Linked DNA regions of Ovis aries: region 2 is linked to region 1. The links are chromatin contacts, called in public Hi-C maps. All regions are on one chromosome and are shown on one strand. The core of a region is the stretch at or near the end of the contact, and the rest is flanking DNA. Distances in the headings are between cores, read along the strand shown. Region 1 overlaps REN (renin). Region 2 overlaps PLEKHA6 (pleckstrin homology domain containing A6).

Region 1 (3,382 bases), core at 251-2,750:
TGCTCTGAAATGGGCCTGAGAATTCAGTCCTTCTGGAGCCTGCTTTTTACTTGGCCATGACATTCTCTCCTCTCAGGGGCAGGGGGCGGAGGCAGATGGAGGAAGCTCAGGGGGCAGCAGGAGGTACTGAGCTGGGCCTGGCCTGACAGGGGAGTGGCGTGGGGAGGCACTCGGGCCCCTGGTCTCACCACAGGCCGTGTAGAGGGGGCTGCACTTGGTGGACGGCACCCAGAGGTTGGCGGAGCCCGTGTCAAAGATGACTTTGAAGGTCTGTGGTGGGGTGCCGATGCCGATCTCACCATAGTACTGGGTCTGCAGGACGAAGGAGAGGGGTGGTGGCCTGAGGGGCTTGGGGAGCCTTGGGGTCTTGCCTGATATGCCCTTTGGAACTTGGGGTGAAATGAGGCAGACCACGTAGCCTGGGTGGTCTGGGTTTCCATTTTCAGCAGGGACGGAGTCAGAGGCTTAGCAGTGTCTCATGACACGAAGTGGGAGGCTCAGTAAGACCAGAGGGCAAATTAAATGTACTGCCAGTGAAGCAGGGAGGTGCCCCATGCCCCACAGAAATCCTGATGCTTCGCTGAACCCCTGCCCCTGCAACACCTGTACTTGGGGGCCCAGGGCCTGGATTCCTGAGTTCCAAACCTGACCCCACCTCTGGGCTCCTTCCGGTCCTCTGTGCCTCAGTCTTTCCAGCTGTGAAATGGGAATTTCGTGAGGTGCTCAGAAAGGGCAAAAATGCCTTAGGCCCAAGAGAAGAAGGAGAGAGTGAAGTGGGCAAGGGACCAAGCTGGGCACTCACGTCCAGGTAGTTGGTGAGGACCACAGGGGAGGTGCGGTTGCCAAAGGAGAGAGTCTTGGTGAGCTGGCTCCACTCAGCACCCAGCTGGGCCATGTCCACGCCTCGCTCCTTCAGGCTTTCCCGGACTGAGGGCATCTTCTTGAGGAAGATCCTGGCCCATGATGGAGTAATAAAAAGTAGAAGAGCTCTGTCCCCTCCCACAGTAATGGTAGAGTTCTAGAAGCTTCTAATAAAACTACCCCAACCTTAGCCCAGGCACCTAGGGATCACTCTTGAGCTGTTAAGTCTCTGAAGGAGACTCCGTGGTTACCTGTGCTGGTATTAAATGATCCTCAGCTAACTCGCTCCTGTTGCTTGATTTTGCTCACCATTTTAAGGTCATTTGTTCATTCATTCACTCCACAAGCACAGGTTGGACACCTACTCTGTGCCTGCACCTTGCTGGATGCTAGAGATAAAAAGACCATCACCGCCTTCGAGGGGCTCCAGCGGATGGGAAGACGGAGGAGGAAACAGCACTGACGTCCCCCTAAGGAGGTGAAGGTTGGGCATGCCGGCTCACGGCTGGATGGGTGAGGCAGTGCCACGCGGGGCCTGCAGGTGGCAGCACATGCCCGCACGGCCGGGGCGGGGGCTCCAGGAAGCAGCAGGCAGCACCCGGCCAGGGCCCTGGGCCTGGACTGGGCGGGGTCGGGGAATGCAGGCGTCTCCACAGGGCCTGTGCAGCCTGCCCTCGGGAAGAAGCGTCTTCCTGAGCCCAGGTCCCAGGCCCTCCGCTTCTTGTCCCAGTGCTCTCCTGTCACCTTCGGGAGGCGGAGTTAAAGAGAACTGGGAAACTCACGTCGCCCTGAGCTGCCACCGTGCGGGCGCCCAGCGCGGTGCAGGCCACCCTCACCACGTGACCTCGTTCCCATCCTGCAGGCTGGCTGTCCTCACTCCGGGGTGAGGGATGAGGCGACTCAGGAGTAGGTGCAGCAGGGATTCGAGGTGCCCTGACTGGCCCATCTCCCACAGAGGGGTCCCCGGACTCCGACGTGAAGGCTGTGTGCCACAGCCTGAGCCGTTGTTGGGGGTCCCGGGCTTGCAGCCCAAAGTCTGGAGGGTCCCTATTCCTTCTTCTGTACTTGCACTAGCCTTTCCTTCTCAGGCCCCATGCATTTTGCCCACAAACGTGAATGCAACTTTCATGCTTGTTGGTGTTAATATTTTAACAGAAATGACTTGCCATATTCATAACATGGTCTATTGTTCCACAAAGTATTTTCACGACTATGATCTATTTGATTCGTAGCCATCACCTGAGGTGAGTATCTTTACTATTTTCATTTTACAGATGGGAAAATGGAGGGACAGAGAAGGCTAGACCCCAGAGAGGGCTCCTTTTACCCTCTCCTTTTAGAGAATCCCTTCCTTCTCCCCTTTCCCTCCCCCTCCCCCCCACGCCAGCACTTTCCAGCATTTTCCAGCCCTCTAAGGCCAGGGTGCACCCCGCCTCCTGGAAGCCCCCATGCCCCCACGCTGGCCTCCCCTTTGCCTGGGCACCTGCCCCGTTTTCCCCGGGTGTCCGTAACCAGCGCTGCACAGCCTCGTGCCTTCTGTGATGAGGGTGTAGTGGTCGTGGTGATGTGCTCGAATCCCCTCCTACCTGCCTGACTCTGAGCAACTTACCTGACCTCCTCTGGGTCTCTGTAACAATGGACTTAATGGTAGTACCTACCACCGAGAGTACGCACTTTGCAGATTGAGTTGCCCGGTGCTCAGTACATGTTGTAAAAGGTGTCTGTGTGTAAAAGGCAATGACTGCACCTTGAGACTGGAATCGGCCCTTCAGAGCGCCGCAAAGCCTTGCATGGGGATGTTGAGGCTCATGTCAGTTAGCAAAACTCCTCTAAGTACATTTGGAAAGCCTGACTCCCTCTTCACCCTGGTCTAATTTCATTCTTCTCGTTCTGAAGAGACAAGGGAGAATGTTTTTTTCCTTTCCCTCCCTTTATCCTGGGGGTGGGGGCCACGCTCAGACACATACTGCCACTGGGAAGTGCCTCTCCCCCTCACCACGCCCCCAGCCCAGCAGCTACTCTCCCTGGAGCAGAGGAAAGAGGCTTCGGAAACGTGGTGCAGCGTGTGCCCAGGCTGAGCCTCCTACATCGGACCTCCCTGAACCTCAGTGTCCCCAGCTATAAAATGGGACTGTTGGGAGGATGATTTGAGCTGAGACACAGGAAGCAATCCTATGAAGTCCTCAGCATTTTACAGGCCTAGCAACTACCACTGTTACGAAAGCCTGCCCCTTAACTTCAGGTCTTCTGGTCCCATCTGCTTCCCCAGCGTGAAACCCTTTCTCTGGAAGGCCCTCTCCCACCTGCCTCCCCGCTCCTGCAGCCTTGAAGAAGCCTTGTTCCCTCAGGGAAGAAAGTGAAACTGAAAGCCACTCAGTCATGTCCAACTCTCTGCAACCCCATGGACTATACAGTCCATGAAATTCTCCAGGCCTTTCCCTTCTCCAGGGGATCTTCCCAACCCAGGGATCGAACCCAGGTCTCCCGCATTGCAGGCAGATTCTTTACCAGCTGAGCCATC
Region 2 (3,382 bases), core at 342-2,841, 170 kb after region 1:
GAGCTCCTCAGACGACTGGAAAGGGCAGGAGGCAGACGGGCCTGCTGAGAGCTTTCTCTCTGGCAGACGGAGGGCGAGGGCGGCAGCCAAGTCCCTCGATCCTCTGAGAGGCCCGAGCTAGAGCCTCGGTGCTTCCGGGGACCTGGGGGGCTGTGGGCTGGAGACGCACGCGAGGTTGGCTGCCGGAGCACCACCTGCGCTTCAGGGCGCAAGGGGCGAGGGGTCTCCAAGGCCCAACAAGGACTGGTGAGGCAGGGCCGGAAAATGGTCCACCTGCGCCAAGTCTGAAGTCCCTCTCTGTTTACACAGCAGAGCGGGAGCAAGACTCATCTGAAAGGCCTAGGTTGGGAGGGAGTGAGGAGGTGGTTTTAAGGGAGGATATTCCAAAGAACGTGCCTCTGTGACTCCATCCATCCTCCACTTTGGAATCCACATCCCCCAGCACTTAGAAGAAAAAGTCCAAAACTCTCAGTCAGGGATTCAGTCTCTGAACACTCGCATGCTCCTGGCCTTTCGAGGGCCTACCTCCCCCACCACACAATACTGGGGACCACTAAACTGGGCGATGCACTGCCCCTCAAATGTGTCTGCCCCTTCCCCATCCAGCCACGCCTGGACGGTGTCTCCTGCCGAAAGGTAATAAGCGGGGAGCGGATAATGGAGCCCGGGTGATAAACTCTCCTTCAGGACCTGAGATTGAGCCCTGGCTCCCAGATGAGGGACTCTGAACGAGTGACCTGGCTGCTGAGCCTCAGTCTTCCTCGTCTGTAAATGGGGCTTGTCTGCTCCGAGCGCCACGCCACGCCTCACTTCTCTCCTCGTCTGTCTCATGCTTTACTGTTCCAAGGTGTGACTCGCCTTTCGGAGGACAGAGCTGGGCAGGTGACGAACGCGCAGATTCGCTGCCCTGGGACTTCTCTCCTTTGCCCTGCGAGGCTCCATCATACTTCCTGGGACACCACCTCCTCTGGGGTCCCCCAGGTTGGGCTCTCTACTGATGATTCCTGTGAGCCAGCCCTGGGCTCCTGGGTGCCTGCCCCCACCCCACCCCTGCAGCCCCTGGCACGGCACTGAGCCCACCCTGACAGAACCAGAGGCACAGGTGCAGAGAGCCCGTCCTGGCCCCATCTTGGAGGAAGCATCCAGGCCAGAACAAGGATGTGACAGCAGCTGGGTGGGGCTCCCTGAGGGGCAGAGGTGCCCGTGCAAGCTGGCACAGTCACAGGGCAGCGTCCTGGTGGGGGGGGCGGGGGCAGCAGGGCCCAGGCTGGGAGCGAGGGTAACGGGGGCGTGCCTCCACAGAAAGGACCTCTGTCCTACCGCCCTCTTAGCCAGCTGAAGAGAGACGCACTCTTGGAGACTGAACTGACAAGCTCCACAGACAGCTGCCTTAGCAGGAAGGAGTCACAGGTCAGGGAAAATCAGGGATGAGTGTTACCCGGCCAGATCTCCAAGCATCAGAGGACTCCACCAGGCCCACAGTGGTTGAGGGGTGGCAGAGGACAGTCAGGATGCCCCTGTCAGCTCAGGGAGGACCCACCCTCTGCAGGGAGCCAGCCCTTTCAAGGCCTCAGTGGGCCGGTCATGCGTGCTTTGGTGCCCTCCAGTGGGTTTATGTGTGCATGAGCACAGGCTTGCAATGGGTTTTACCCACATTTTAACCCTGTGCTTTTTCTCTTCTCCCTGCATATCCTTTCTGTTCAATGACACTTTAAAACTGCACACACGCTTGAGCAATGCCATCAGTTGTGTAATACCAAAGAATGACCTCCCAAGCACCATGAAGGGAAGGATCTATTGAACACAATTATCAGATTTATCTGATGCTGGCCAAATATCAGTATTTGCTCATTGAAATTTGACTCAACCACACTAAAAGGAGAAGAAAAAAGTGAAGCCCAGATTCCAAAGTTATATGGATAGCTGACTTTTATTATTACCTGTTGGAAAGGCAGAGGAACCAGAGATCAAATTGCCAACATCCGCTGAATGATTGAAAAAGCAAGAGAGTTCCAGAAAAACATCTATTTCTGCTTTATTGACTACGCCAGAGACTTTGACTGTGTGGATCACAATAAACTGTGGAAAATTCTGAAAGAGATGGGAATACCAGACCACCTGACCTGCCTCTTGAGAAACCTGTATGCAGGTCAGGAGGCAACAGTTAGAACTGGGTATGGAACAACAGACTGGTTCCAAATAGGAAAAGGAGTACTTCAAGGCTGTATATTGTCACCCCGCTTATTTAACTTCTATGCAGAGTACATCATGTGAAACGCTGGGCAGGAAGAAGCACAAGCTGTAATCAAGATTGCCGGGAGAAATATCAATAACCTCAGATATGCAGATGACACCACCCTTATGGCAGAAAGTGAAGAGGAGTTAAAGATCCTCTTGATGAAAGTGAAAGAGGAGAGTGAAAAGGCTGGCTGAAAGCTCAACATTCAGAAAACTAAGATCATGAAATCTGGTCCCATCACTTCATGGGAAATAGATGGGGTAACAGTGGAAACAGTGTCAGACTTTATTTTGGGGGGCTCCAAAATCACTGCAGATGGTGACTGCAGCCATGAAATTAAAAGACGCTTACTCCTTGGAAGGAAAGTTATGACCAACCTAGATAGCATATTCAAAAGCAAAGACATTATTTTGTCAACAAAAGTCCATCTAGTCAAGGCTATAGTTTTTCCACTGGTCACGTATGGATGTGAGAGTTGGACTGTGAAGAAAGCTGAGCACTGAAGAATTGATGCTTTTGAACCATGGTGTTGGAGAAGACTCTTGAGAGTCCCTTGGACTGCAAGGAGATCCAACCAGTCCATCCTAAAGGAGATCAGTCCTGGGTGTTCATTGGAAGGACTGATGTTGAAGCTGAAACTCCAGTACTTTGTCCACCTCATGCGAAGAGTTGACTCATTGGAAAAGACCCTGATGCTGGGAGGGATTGGGGGCAGGAGGAGAAGGGGACGACAGAGGATGAGATGGCTGGATGGCATCACTGACTCAGTGGACATGAGTTTGAGTAAACTCCGGGAGTTGGTGATGGACAAGGAGGCCTGGTGTGCTGCGATTCACGGGGTCGCAAAGAGTTGGACACGACTGAGCAACTGAACTGAACTGATTCATGTCTGGGGCCCTCAGTCTCTAACTCACCCACCAACCCAATGTCATAAGCCTTTGTAGGGAATTGATTATGCAGGGGACTGTGTGAAAATAAGAAGAGCAGGCCAGAGTCATTCACTCAGTCACTCACTCATTCAGTCTGGGCTTATTGATGCCTCCCTTGTCCAGGAGAGGCACAGAGGATGCTGGAGACAGCTGCGGCATGATGCTAAGAGGCCAGACTCTGAAATCAGGCAGACGTGGGGCTGAATCCCGGCTT

The links. A called contact is a pair of places that touch in the nucleus more often than the background predicts.
Region 2: a contact with region 1 is called in a Hi-C map of hypothalamus, with 4 times the contacts expected there. The contact joins two enhancer-like sites. A contact is called at or near these places in 4 of 16 Hi-C or Micro-C datasets (hypothalamus, muscle and tail adipose tissue).

The regions. Positions count from the first base shown.
Region 1 is chr12:1,788,386-1,791,767 of ARS-UI_Ramb_v3.0, forward strand. It overlaps REN (renin), which reads right to left. Exons shown (of 10, transcript NM_001009299.1): 2 at 803-953; 3 at 189-312. Among named protein-coding and RNA genes, the nearest start is that of REN, 2.7 kb to the right of the region's middle. Within about 2 kb of position 1,501, at least 22 of the 54 cell types and tissues checked have an H3K27ac peak or open chromatin away from gene starts, as enhancers often do. A contact at or near this core is called in hypothalamus, where this site is marked.
Region 2 is chr12:1,957,585-1,960,966 of ARS-UI_Ramb_v3.0, forward strand. The region is part of intron 3 of PLEKHA6 (pleckstrin homology domain containing A6); the gene reads right to left. Among named protein-coding and RNA genes, the nearest start is that of PLEKHA6, 15 kb to the right of the region's middle. Within about 2 kb of position 1,592, at least 4 of the 54 cell types and tissues checked have an H3K27ac peak or open chromatin away from gene starts, as enhancers often do. A contact at or near this core is called in hypothalamus, where this site is marked.